Regions from separate parts of the Mus musculus genome. Here region 2 is linked to region 1. The links are chromatin contacts, called in public HiChIP or PLAC-seq maps. All regions are on one chromosome and are shown on one strand. Each heading gives the region's core, a stretch centred on a gene start, on an enhancer-like site or on the middle of the called end of the contact. The rest is flanking DNA. Distances are from core to core; before and after follow the strand shown. Region 1 has its middle 10 kb from the start of Nr0b2. Region 2 has its middle 16 kb from the start of Rps6ka1.

Region 1 (5,617 bases), core at 1,634-4,133:
TGTGTGTGTGTGTGTGTAGTGTGGTGTGGTGTGTGTGTGGTGTGGTGTGGTGTGTGTGTGTGTGGTGTGTGTAGTGTGTGTGTGTGTGTGTGTGTTCGCGCGTGTGTGTGTAGTGTGGTGTGGTGTGTGTGTGGTGTGTGGTGTGTGTAGTGTGGTGTGTGTGTGCATGTGTGTAGTGTGGTGTGTGGTGTGTGGTGTGGTGTATGTGTGTGTGTGTGTGTGTGTGTAGTGTGGTGTGTGTGTGTGTGTGTGTGTGTGTGTGTGTGTGTGTGTGTGTGTTTCCAGACAGGGTTTCTCTTGTCCTCAGACTCACTAGGTTGGCCTTGAACTCACAGAGTTACATCTGCCTCTGCCTACCAAGTGCTGAGATTAAAGGTGTGCACCACCACAGGCCCAAATAGTTTTTCTTATTATTAACTCAGCCTTGTTCCTTTTCAAAAACGTTTACTTTTTTTAGGTAGTCAGGAAGTGTGAGCTCTCCCACCCCCACCCCCCACTTTTTATTTATTCTGTGTGTGTGAGTGGAGACATGTTTGCATCTGCTGCCTCACCACCCATTGGGAGATCCAGCCAAGGACAACCTTCAGGAGTTGGTTCTTTCTTTGTACCATGGAATGGGGGGGGGGGGACTCAAACCACGAGACTTAAGTTATAAAAGCCTTTGCAGGCTGAACCTTCTTCCTGTCTCTGCTTCTGTTTCTTTAACTCTCTGGTCACTCTCTAAATCCTCACGCAAACTCTTACGATAAGAACCTAAAGAAAACACGGCCAAGCCAAAGAATGAATCTGGTCCAGTGGAGGGAGCTGTGAGCTTTTCAGAGTGGGAAAACTCTCTCTCTCTCTGACCAGCATCCTGGGATCCGGTCTGTCTCTCCTTTCTAGCAAGAGGAAGAAGCAGGTCTAGCTGGGGGATGGAAGTTCTGAAGGTCTAAGGTGGTCGATCGATCTGTACCGAGACTTGAGCACAGACTCTGGTCACTTAGAGGCAGAATCCTTGACCTCCGCACGGGCTGGAGTGAGTCTGGGGTCACTTCAGACACTGGGTACTGACACCTGCATCTAGGAGGGGGTCCTTGTCCTCAGGCTCCGCCAGCTTGACTCACCTGAGACTGACTGTGGTCCCAGGGCAGCTCAGGGTTTATGGATGACAGTTTATGGCCATCATTAGCCAAATCCCAGGCTGTGGACGAAGCAGCCAACAGCTGTCAGCTGACTGTGTCATGCCATGAACCACCCTGCCCTCAGGGCCTCTGTCCACCCTAGAACCTTTGATGATAGTGGGAAAAAAAGACAGAGAGAGAGGTGATCGACCATGATCCCTCCCCTTAGCCACACACTGTGTCACTCAATGTCCCCTGACTTTCACTCCCAGACTCTGCTGGATGTTAGGGGAAAGGACACAAAGAATGGGACCCGGATCCAGCCCGGAGGGACACTTCCCATGCAAATGAAGATAACACAGTGACCTGAGGGTGACATCGTTGAAGGATGACTTGTTCCTGGTCTTTGCTAGTTTATGGTTTCTTTTTCCCACCCTTTAACACCCCCCCCCAACCCTGCTCTTCACCTCCTATCACTAGATAAAGGATAGGATAGAGGGGAAGAAAAGAGAGAGAGAGAGATCTCCGAATCTAATTTCTTTGTTCTTGTTTCTTCTTTGAACACGAGTATGAACAAACTGTAACCACCCCCACGCCCGAATGACCCCAACCACCAACAGTACCTCTCGGGGCCCTAGCATTTATATATCCTCTGAAAAGCTCCCAGAATTCCAAACAATCACACAATCGCAGAAACTACCCAAAGCTGGCAAAACCATGCCTCTGCTAGAGCATGAGGCAAATCACAGTCAGCTGTTGTCCCCAGCAGCCCCTTCGATGAAAAGAAAAGCACTTTCTTCTAATATTTCAGTGTTTTGTTTTGTTTTTTTAAAGAAACTAAAACTCCAAAATTGTCACTACAATAATTAATTGTGCCCAGAGGTGGGAAGGTGCTTCCCTGGTGCGTTGACTGTTCAGAAACATCTGGGGGGGTTTGCAAGGGTGAGGCCTAACAGAGGGAGGAGAATATGCAAAGGCACAGAGGTGCCAGGGAACAAGCACTGCTTCTTGAATGCATCCTAGAACCTATGGATCTAAGGGTGGTGAGAGATGGAGGTGTGTGAATAGGTGTGGGTCAGGAGACCGTGCCACCAGGCAGAAAATTTGGTAAGAGAACGGTAGGCATTGAAATCTACTCCTGACCAGGTTCCTGTCCTGGAACATAGGACCACCACACCCCATGAAGAGGACTGGATAATCAGTCTCGTAGGGGCAACACAGGAAGTGCCCTCCACGTGCAGAGGGGGCATCCCTAACCTCTCAGACCAAGCCAACAGAAAGCATCTGCCTTTAGACCCCAGCCCACTCCAAAATGTATATTAGACCCTATTCACAAGGAATAAAGGCTCAAGAGTTATTTCACCAAAGCCTGTCTGAGAGCGCCTGTTTAATCAAGCTGTAACACCCTTAGGGGACAGTGTTCTCTCCTGAAGCTTTTGTCGATGGAAGCAGCGCCAACCTACCATAGCCACTTCCTCTCTGTGGCCCCAACCTTGGCTCCTAGCCACCTGCCTGCCGGATCCCGCTGCCTGCCACCAACTCCGGGGCAGCAGTGGCCTTGGAAGAGGCCTGGCAGCCAGCCTTGCTCCTGCTCCCCCTCAGAGAGATTTGGCAGGGCCAGAGCCCCGCAGATCCCCATGGGCAGCACCTGGTACACAGACAGGCAAATCGGGTTTGTATCACAAAACAGAACAGAGAAAGGACATGCTAATGAAGCTGGTGACGAGTCCAGGGACAGTCTGAAGGGAGTCAAGGTCAACAACGGGGACTTGATGTTCATAGCAGGGTGCAGCTGTGCCAACTTTATAAGTCACGGCAAACCAGGTGGCTCGTGCCAGTAGTCCCAGAGCTGTGGGGGTGGAGGCAGGAATCTGAAGTCAATCTGTCTTTACTGCATAACAAATGTGAGATCAGGCAGGGGTATAGGAGACGTTGTCTAAAATAGAGCCTCCCGGTGCAATGTGAGACAGAGAGAGGGGTGGGGGTGAGGTCAGAGGTAACATGATGGCTTATTATACACAAGGTCCTGAGATAAAAATCCTCTGCTCCTCAGCATAGGAAAAAAAAAATCTAACTACAACATCCCAAGGTTTGGTGGCACACACCTCTAATTCCAGTCCGGGGAGGCAGAGATAGGTGGGTCTTTGAGAGTTCGAGATCAGCCTAGTCTACATAGTGAGTTCTAGGACAGCCAGGGCTACATAATAGAGACCCTGTCTCAAAACAAACAAACAAAACCGCCACTAACCACCGCCACCTCCGCCACCACCACCAGCTTAACAAAAACACCTCAGAAAACTTCCCACCACATCCCCTACCCTCTTCCTCAAAGCTTGCCACTATGAAGATCTCTGGGATCATAAAGGAGTCAGGAGGTGATGTCACACGCCCACAACCCAGCACCCGGGAGGCAGGAGGGTCAGAACTTCAAGATGGTTCACTGGGTAAAAGCGCTCGCTATGCAAACCTGATAACCTACACTCAATCTCAGAGAGCCCGTGGTGGGAAGACAAGCAATTCACCAGGTTTTTCACCTCCATATGCTCACTGTAGCTTGTGCAGCCCCTCCCCCGCCCATGACAATAAATTAAAAATAAAACTTACCCCCCCCACACACACACACATACCCATGTTCATGCTGGGAACCCTAATAAATACAATGGGTCACAAATAAATCTATGGAAATGTGAAGAGCGGCTTGGGGAGGAGAAGGATTTGGTGTGGGGGGCCAGATAAGGAGATGGTGGGCAGCTGAGTGTGAGTGTGCACACGTGGGAGGCAGGGGCAGATGGATATTCTGTGAGCCCAAGGACAGCCTGGTGTGCACAACAAGCTCCAGGACAGCCAGGGCTACACAGAGAAACCATGTGTCATTCCCCCACTCCTGGAAGAAAGAGAGACAGAGAGACAAAGAGAGACAGAGAGAGAGACAGAGAGAACAACACGACAAGGCTTTAAAATGGCTCAGCAGTTAAGAGAGCATGCTGCTTTTCCAGAGGACCCAGGTTCAGTTCCCAGCACCAGGTCTGGCAGCTCACAATCTCCCATTCCAGGGGATCTGGTGCCCTCTTCTGGCCTCCACAGTCACCAACACAACATGACATCTACAAGTACATGAACACATTATTTTAGGTGGGTGTTATCACACCTTGTTAGATTTTATTTATATTTATGTTGTTTGGGTTTTTAAAAATATTGGCCGGCTGGGCGTGGTGGCGCACGCCTTTAGTCCCAGCACTCGGGAGGCAGAGGCAGGCAGATTTCTGAGTTCGAGGCCAGCCTGGTCTACAAAGTGAGTTCCAGGACAGCCTGGGCTATACAGAGAAACCCTGTCTTGAAAAACCAAAAAAAAAAAAAAAAAAATCTTTAATCCTTTTACAGTACAGTCGTTATCCCCAGTCCGCCCTCTGACAGTTCCTCATCCCATTCCTCCCCTGCCCTGTCTCCAAGAGGATGTCCCACCACCCTGTTTATTTTTTTAATATTTATTTATTTATTATATGTAAGTACACTGTAGCTGTCTTCAGACACACCAGAAGAGGGAGTCAGATCTTGTTACAGATGGTTGTGAGCCACCATGTGGTTGCTGGGATTTGAACTCAGGACCTTCAGAAGAGCAGTCGGGTGCTCTTACCTGCTGAGCCATCTCACCAGCCCCCCCCCCTATTTATTTGTATGAGTCTTATCTGTGTGTTTGTGCACCTTGTGAGGGCAGTGCCATGGGGGCAGAAGAGAACACTGGATGCCCTGGAACTGGAGATAAAGGTGTTGTGGTGAGCTGCCACGTAAGTACTGGGAATCAAACCCAGGTCTAGTGCAAGAGCAGCCAGTACTCTTGACAACTGAGCCATCTCTCCAGATACTCAAAAATGATACCTCTCCACCCTCCTTCCTGGCTTTTCAAGACAGGATTCTTCTGTGTAGCCTTCACAGAGATTCCCTGTGTTTGTCTCCCAAGTGTTGGCCTTAAAGCCATGTGCCACCACAGCCTAACTTTTAAAATTGGTTTGGTTTCTTAATCTTCAGAAAGTTGCAAAGTCCAAAGACTTCCTCACCTATGGCTTCCTCACTTACAGAGTAAGTTTGAAGCTGGTCTGAGCCACAAGGAACAGAAAAGGAACTGGGAGGTGGTGACACACACCTTTAATCCTGGCACTCAGGACACAGAGGCAGGTGGATTTCTGTGAGTTCGAGGTCAGCCTGATCTACAGAGAAAGTTCCAGAACAGCCTGAGCTGCACAGAGAAACCCTGTCTCGAAAAACTAAGAAACAGAAAAGAAAGAAAGAAAGAAAGAAAGAAAGAAAGAAAGAAAGAAAGAAAGAAAGAAAGAAAGAAAGAAAGAAAGAAAGAAAGAAAGAAAGGAAGGAAGGAAGGAAGGAAGGAAGGAAGGAAGGAAGGAAGATATAAATGACAAGGCTTGTTGTATATGGTTCTTCGTGATTTACATGTATATTCCTGTTTATTATCTTACTGATTGTTTTCTTTTACTTATGTTTGTGGGTGTCCTGTCTGCATG
Region 2 (5,617 bases), core at 2,124-4,623, 340 kb after region 1:
CCCCCAGCACTAAAACCATTGTCATTTCTAAGATCGTTCTCCCCTGCCGCTGCCCCTGCCCCGCCCCCCTGCCCTCTTACTGGGGCAGGGATGCACAAGTGCATGTCACAGTGGTCAGAGGACGTGTTGTGGGAGTTGGCTATCCCCTTTTACCTGTGGGTTCCAGGGATCAAACTCAGGCTGTCAGGCTTGGTGGCAAGCGCCTTTAACCACTGAGCCATTTCACTGGCCCCCAAAGAGATCTTTCTGTTGGGCGAAACAATTTGTGTTATCATGGTGAAATTTAAAAAAGAGAACATAGAGCTGAGCAGAGAGCCCCGGGCCTGGATGCTCAGGAGGCAGCACTCTTTGGGCGTTTGTTTGTTTGTTTTATAAAAGAACTGGCTATGGTGGTGCAGACTGTTAAAGCAGCGCTCTGGAGGCAGAGGCAGGCAGAGCTCTGTGAGTGCGAATGAAAACGGCTGGCCTATTGAGTTTCAGTGCAGAAAGACAGCCAGGGCTGCATAGAGAGAGTCTGCCTCAAAAAGCTATAGAGAGACAGACACACAGACAGATAGGTAGTATTATTTAAAACATCAGGCCTTTTATAGGCATGCAGAGCTATGTCCAGTTTATTTAGTGCAAGGGATCAAACCCGTGGCCTCTGGGATTTTACCAGTTTGAGACTCTTCCCCTGTCCTAACATACTGTCTTGATTATTGAGATTTTGGTATGTCCTTAGGTTTTGTTCCCCAAACCCAACTTCATGCCAGTCTTGGCATTTCTCCTACAATTTCTCCACTGCAAAATCCTAGAACGTTTGCCATAATGACCACTATATTACTGATTTTTTTTTAATTTTTAATTTTTTTGGTTTTTCGAGACAGGGTTTCTCTGTATAGTCCTGGCTGTCCTGGAACTCACTCTGTAGACCAGGCTGGCCTCAAACTCAGAAATCCACCTGCCTCTCAAGTGCTGGAATTAAAGGCGTGCGCCACCACGCCCGGCTTACATTACTGATTTTTAAAAAGTGAGGTGGGGACAAGGGGAGGGCAGAAGAGATGGCTCAGCGGTCAAGAGCACTGACTGCTTTTCTAGAGGTCCCGAGTTCAATTCACAGCAACCATTTGATGGCTCACAACCATCTGTAATGGGATCTGATGCCCTCTTGTGTATCTGAACATAGCTCATATAAATAAATAAATCTTTTTCTTTCTTTTTTTTTTTTTTTTGGTTTTCCGAGACAGGGTTCGTCTGTATAACCCTGGCTGTCCTGGAACTCACTTTGTAGACCAGGCTGGCCTCGAACTCAGAAATTCACCTGCCTCTGCCTCCTGAGTGCTGGAATTAAAGGTGTGCGCCACCACGCCCTGCAAGAGTTACTTTTTTTGTGCATTGGTGTCCTGCCTCTCTGGAACTTGAGTTACAGACACTTATAAGTTGCCATGTGGGTGCTGGGAATTGAACTCTGATCCTCTGGTAGAGCGAGTCATCTCTCCAGCCCCCAAATTTGTATTCTTTTAATTATGTATGTGTGTGTGAGAGTATGGGTTTGTTCACTGATGCAGTAGCTACAGAGGCCAGAAGAGGGCATCAGATCCCCTACAGCTGAAGTTAAAGACACTTGTGAGCTGGCTTACAGGGCTGCTGGGGCCCAGATCTGGTCCTGTTGAAGCTGCTCTTACCCACTGAGCCATTTCTCCAGCCTCCGGCCTGAACTTTAAAGCTAACACAGGAAGTTCACCTACTTTAGATCCCAGAGCTATTTTTGGAGGAGAAGGCTAGAGAATGAACTTGGTCCCTGTCTTAGCTTGTTAGTTAGTTCCCCCCTCCCCCCGCCTCTTCCCCCCCCCATTCCCTTTCGCTCCAACCCTGCCCGTGCTCACTCCGCCCCCTATGTTTCTCATTTAAGGATGGTTGTGAGCCACCATGTGGTTGCTGGGATTTGAACTCATGATCTCTGGAAGAACAGTCAGTGCTCTTAACCCCTGAGCCAGCTCACCAGCCCTCTTGTTAGTTTTTCTTTTTGTTGTTTTGAGAAAGGAGAGGGGAGTCTCACTCTGTAGACTTGGCTAGCCTGAAACTTGCTCTGTAGACTCTGCTGCCCTTGAACTTAAGAGATCTGCCTGCCTCTGTCCCCTTGAGTGCCAGGATTAAAGCCCTGTGTCATAACACCTGGCCCCAGACGCATACTTTGTTCTTGCTTTGGCTACAGGTGTTGTTAACTAGTATTTACTAGTTTTTAAATTAAAGCTTTCTAGCCTCTCTCAGAAGTCGGCCACCCGGGTCCTTGTCCTGCCTAGTCCCCTCCCTTAGATGACTGTGTCACAGGTGCTCCATGCCGTCCCTGACCTCCTCACTCACTCATGCTCTGGTGGGTGTCTAGCTTCGTGCTTTCACGTAGGCCATCTTACAAACGGAAGACTCTTAAATCCCAGAGAGGAAGAAGCTTACAATGTACACAGTGGGTTTGTGACAAAGCTGGCACCAAGCCAGGCTTCCCATGGCCCCTCGGTGACATAGACAATTGCCAGTGCCCTCAGATGTGAAGGGAACTCAAAAAGGGACTTTCCCAGCTCAGAACAAGCTAACTTTGTTTCCTGAACATATCCAATGGCAGTACCATGGTGGGGACCTCCTCACCCACTGGCCATACCACCCCCTCCCCACCCCGACACCTCTGCCCTCCACTTGGGCATGGTGCAGAGCTGTAGGGTGACCTTCCCAGAACCTCACGGGAAGTTCAGGGTGAATCTGTCTAACTTCTGCCCCAGCTCTTGACCGAAGACCAGAGGAATCTACCCCCAGCTCACCACCTGCGTTAGCCCCATTTCTTGGAACCCATGAACCTGCCCGTGAGCTGCCCCCAAATAAACCTGCCTTTTTACTCTCTATTTGGCTTGAATTAGCTTATCTCGTTGGTGGAGAAAAACCTATTAACTGTCTCAAAGCAAAAACAAACAAACAAACAAACAAACAAACAAAAATGGCCACGAAGAAGGAAGCATTTCCTGTCTTGTATAAACTGTATTTCATGAGAATAAAATACTTAGGACAAGTTCATTTTTATGGAAGAATTATCCAGGTAATGAGTGCAACGTGAGTAAGAAAAATCACCATTTGGCAATGCCTAACAACATAATGACTCATTAGTGGACGGCAAAGCCAATAGGGGAAAGGCCGACGGAGACTTCTATAAGGAAGAGATCAATAAGGCCTCAGATTAGTCAGCTAATAGAATATGTCAGCTAAAACATTACGCACTTCAGATTTGCTGTAATATTGGGTGTACCGAGCTGGAGATTCAGTTCAGATGTCACAGTGCTGCTTAGCACGCAGGAGGCCCTGGCTTCTATCCCTGGTACTGAATCAAATGGGAATGGTGGTGTTCACCTACAACCCCAGCCCTCAGCAGGTGGAGGCGAGAGGATCGGAATACAAGGTCATCCTCTCCTCTAAGGGGAGTCTGAGGCCAGGCTAGAATCCATCCAGCCTGTCTGGAAAACAAATGACAAACAGCACTTGAAGTGCAGATGACGGTGGCCGATGAAGTACTGTTGCCAAACACATTAAACCCCTCTAACCAAGTCTCTGGAAATGACTTTTCGTTTACTGGAAATCTAAGGCACAAGAGCAAGTTTAACTACACTTCTAGGAAACAACAAATTTTCTACAGTATGGCAACTCTGATGGGACAAATCCTCGGTGTTTCCACAAGTAAAGAGCACTGGGAACAAATAAAAAGTGAGATGGCTCAGCTGGTAGAGCAAGCTCGGGGAGCTGAGTTAGATTGATTGTTGGAGCTCTCGTGTAAAAGTGGGTGGGGAGGGCTGGGGAGAGGGCTCAGTGGTTAAGAGCACTTGGCTATGTGAGACCCTGAAATATTGCTAGCACTAATGATACTTTTTAAAATAAAAGAGGAGACAAGTAGGAGGTTGGGAAAATCTTTTGATTTTTCTTTTTGCAGACCTGTAGAGATTTTAGTCCCAAAAGGGGAAAAAATTTTGCAAAAATGTTCATACTTATTGAAGGTGAGAGGCAAATGATTAAGTTTTCTTTAATGTGATGGGATGTTGACATTTTTCTCTCCCAGCACGGGGTACTGAGCTGAGGGCCTCAAGCACTCTAGATTAGTTACATCTTATTCCCATGGCCGAGGAACTAGCAAAAAGCAATTTAATGGCGAGCGAGCGTCTGCTGGCTCATGGTTCACAAGATGCTGATTGAAGGGTACAGCCAGCCGGAAGAGCTCTGGGCAGCTAGCTGGTTGCACAGTGTCTGCAGTGAGGAAGTGGTGGACAGAGGAGGAAGGAGGGAGGAAGGAGGAGAGGGACGTGGGGGTAGAGATGTGGGGGGTTTCTGGTGGTGGGGGGAGTGGTGTGGGGAGGTGGGGTTTGTGGGTGGAATGGGTAGGGGATGGGGTGGGGGAATAGGTGGCATAGCAAGTGACAATGGGGGTGACATAGGTGGGGGGATGGGGAGTGGTGGGGAGAGATGATGCTGGTAGCATTTTATCTTCTCTTTTCCTTTGTGTCACTACATCAAAGAGGGTCTTCCCTCCTAAGTGAAAGGTCTCTGGAAATGCCCGCATAAACACACCCATGGGTGGGTCTCCTAGGAGATTCTAAAGCCAGTCAAATTGACAGTGAAGACCTGTGACAGCAGAGGAGCACACTGCCCTCTGAGCTGGACAGCCTCTTCTTAGTTTAAGACAGGGTTCTACTGAGATGCCAAGGCTGACCTCCGAACTCATTCTGTGCCCAGGCTGGACTTGGGTTTGCAACCCTCTTGTCTCAACACCTGAGGTGCTGGGATTACAGGCTGAGGACACCAGACATTTTCTACAGGAAAAAAGGTTTTTAAAACTAAATGTAGGCCGGGCAGTGGTGGCGCACACCTTTAATCCCACCACTTGGGAGGCAGAGGCAGGCGGATTTCTGAGTTCGAGGCCAGCCTGGTCTACAGAGTGAGTTCCAGGACAGCCAGGGAAACCCTGTCTCAAAAAACCAAAACCAACCAACTAACCAACCAACCAACCAACCAAACAAACAAAAAAACAAACTAAAAGTTGGAAGTTGGCCTGGAGAGATGGCTCCGTGGTTAAGAGCACTGACTGCTCTTCCAGAGGTCCTGAGTTCAATTCTCAGCAACCACATGATGGCTCACAACTACTTGTAATGGGATCTGATGCCCTCTTCTGGTGTGTCTGAAGACAGCGACAGTGTACCCACATACATGAAATAAATAAATCTTTAAAAAGAAAACGTATAAAAATAAAAAAAAAAAAATTAAGGGGCTGGAGAGATGGCTCGGCGGTTAAGAACACTGACTGCTGCTCTTCCAGAGGTCCTGAGTTCAATTCACAGCAACCACAAGGTGTCTCACAATCATCTGTAATGGGATCTGATGCCCTCTTCTGGTGCACCTGAAGACATGACATTGTACTCATATACTTTTTTTTTTTTTTTTTTTTTGGTTTTCGAGACAGGGTTTTTTTCTCTGTGTAGCCCTGGCTGTCCTGGAACTCACTCTGTAGACCAGGCTGGCCTCCAACTCAGAAATCTGCCTGCCTCTGCAGCACTCCCAAGTGCTGGGATTAAAGGCATGCCACCACTCCAGGCGTACTCATATACTTTAA

What was found. HiChIP or PLAC-seq counts read pairs in DNA pulled down with a chosen protein or histone mark.
Region 2: a FOXA1 HiChIP or PLAC-seq map of pancreatic cancer cells shows a contact between it and region 1. The contact joins two enhancer-like sites. A contact is called at or near these places in 14 of 39 promoter capture datasets (the 3T3-L1 cell line, 3T3-L1-derived adipocytes, the C10 cell line and 8 more), 2 of 484 Hi-C or Micro-C datasets (bone marrow-derived macrophages and natural killer cells), 16 of 115 datasets of contacts at active chromatin or transcription factors (the 230-238 cell line, craniofacial prominence, effector CD8 T cells and 9 more) and 3 of 9 other capture datasets (adipose tissue, liver and pancreatic islet).

What each region holds. Positions count from the first base shown.
Region 1 is chr4:133,560,603-133,566,219 of GRCm38.p6, forward strand. No RefSeq gene overlaps it. Among named protein-coding and RNA genes, the nearest start is that of Nr0b2, 10 kb to the left of the region's middle. Within about 2 kb of position 2,884, at least 56 of the 459 cell types and tissues checked have an H3K27ac peak or open chromatin away from gene starts, as enhancers often do. A contact at or near this core is called in the HPC-7 cell line and pancreatic cancer cells, where this site is marked.
Region 2 is chr4:133,901,133-133,906,749 of GRCm38.p6, forward strand. No RefSeq gene overlaps it. Among named protein-coding and RNA genes, the nearest start is that of Rps6ka1, 16 kb to the left of the region's middle. Within about 2 kb of position 3,374, at least 34 of the 459 cell types and tissues checked have an H3K27ac peak or open chromatin away from gene starts, as enhancers often do. A contact at or near this core is called in the HPC-7 cell line and pancreatic cancer cells, where this site is marked.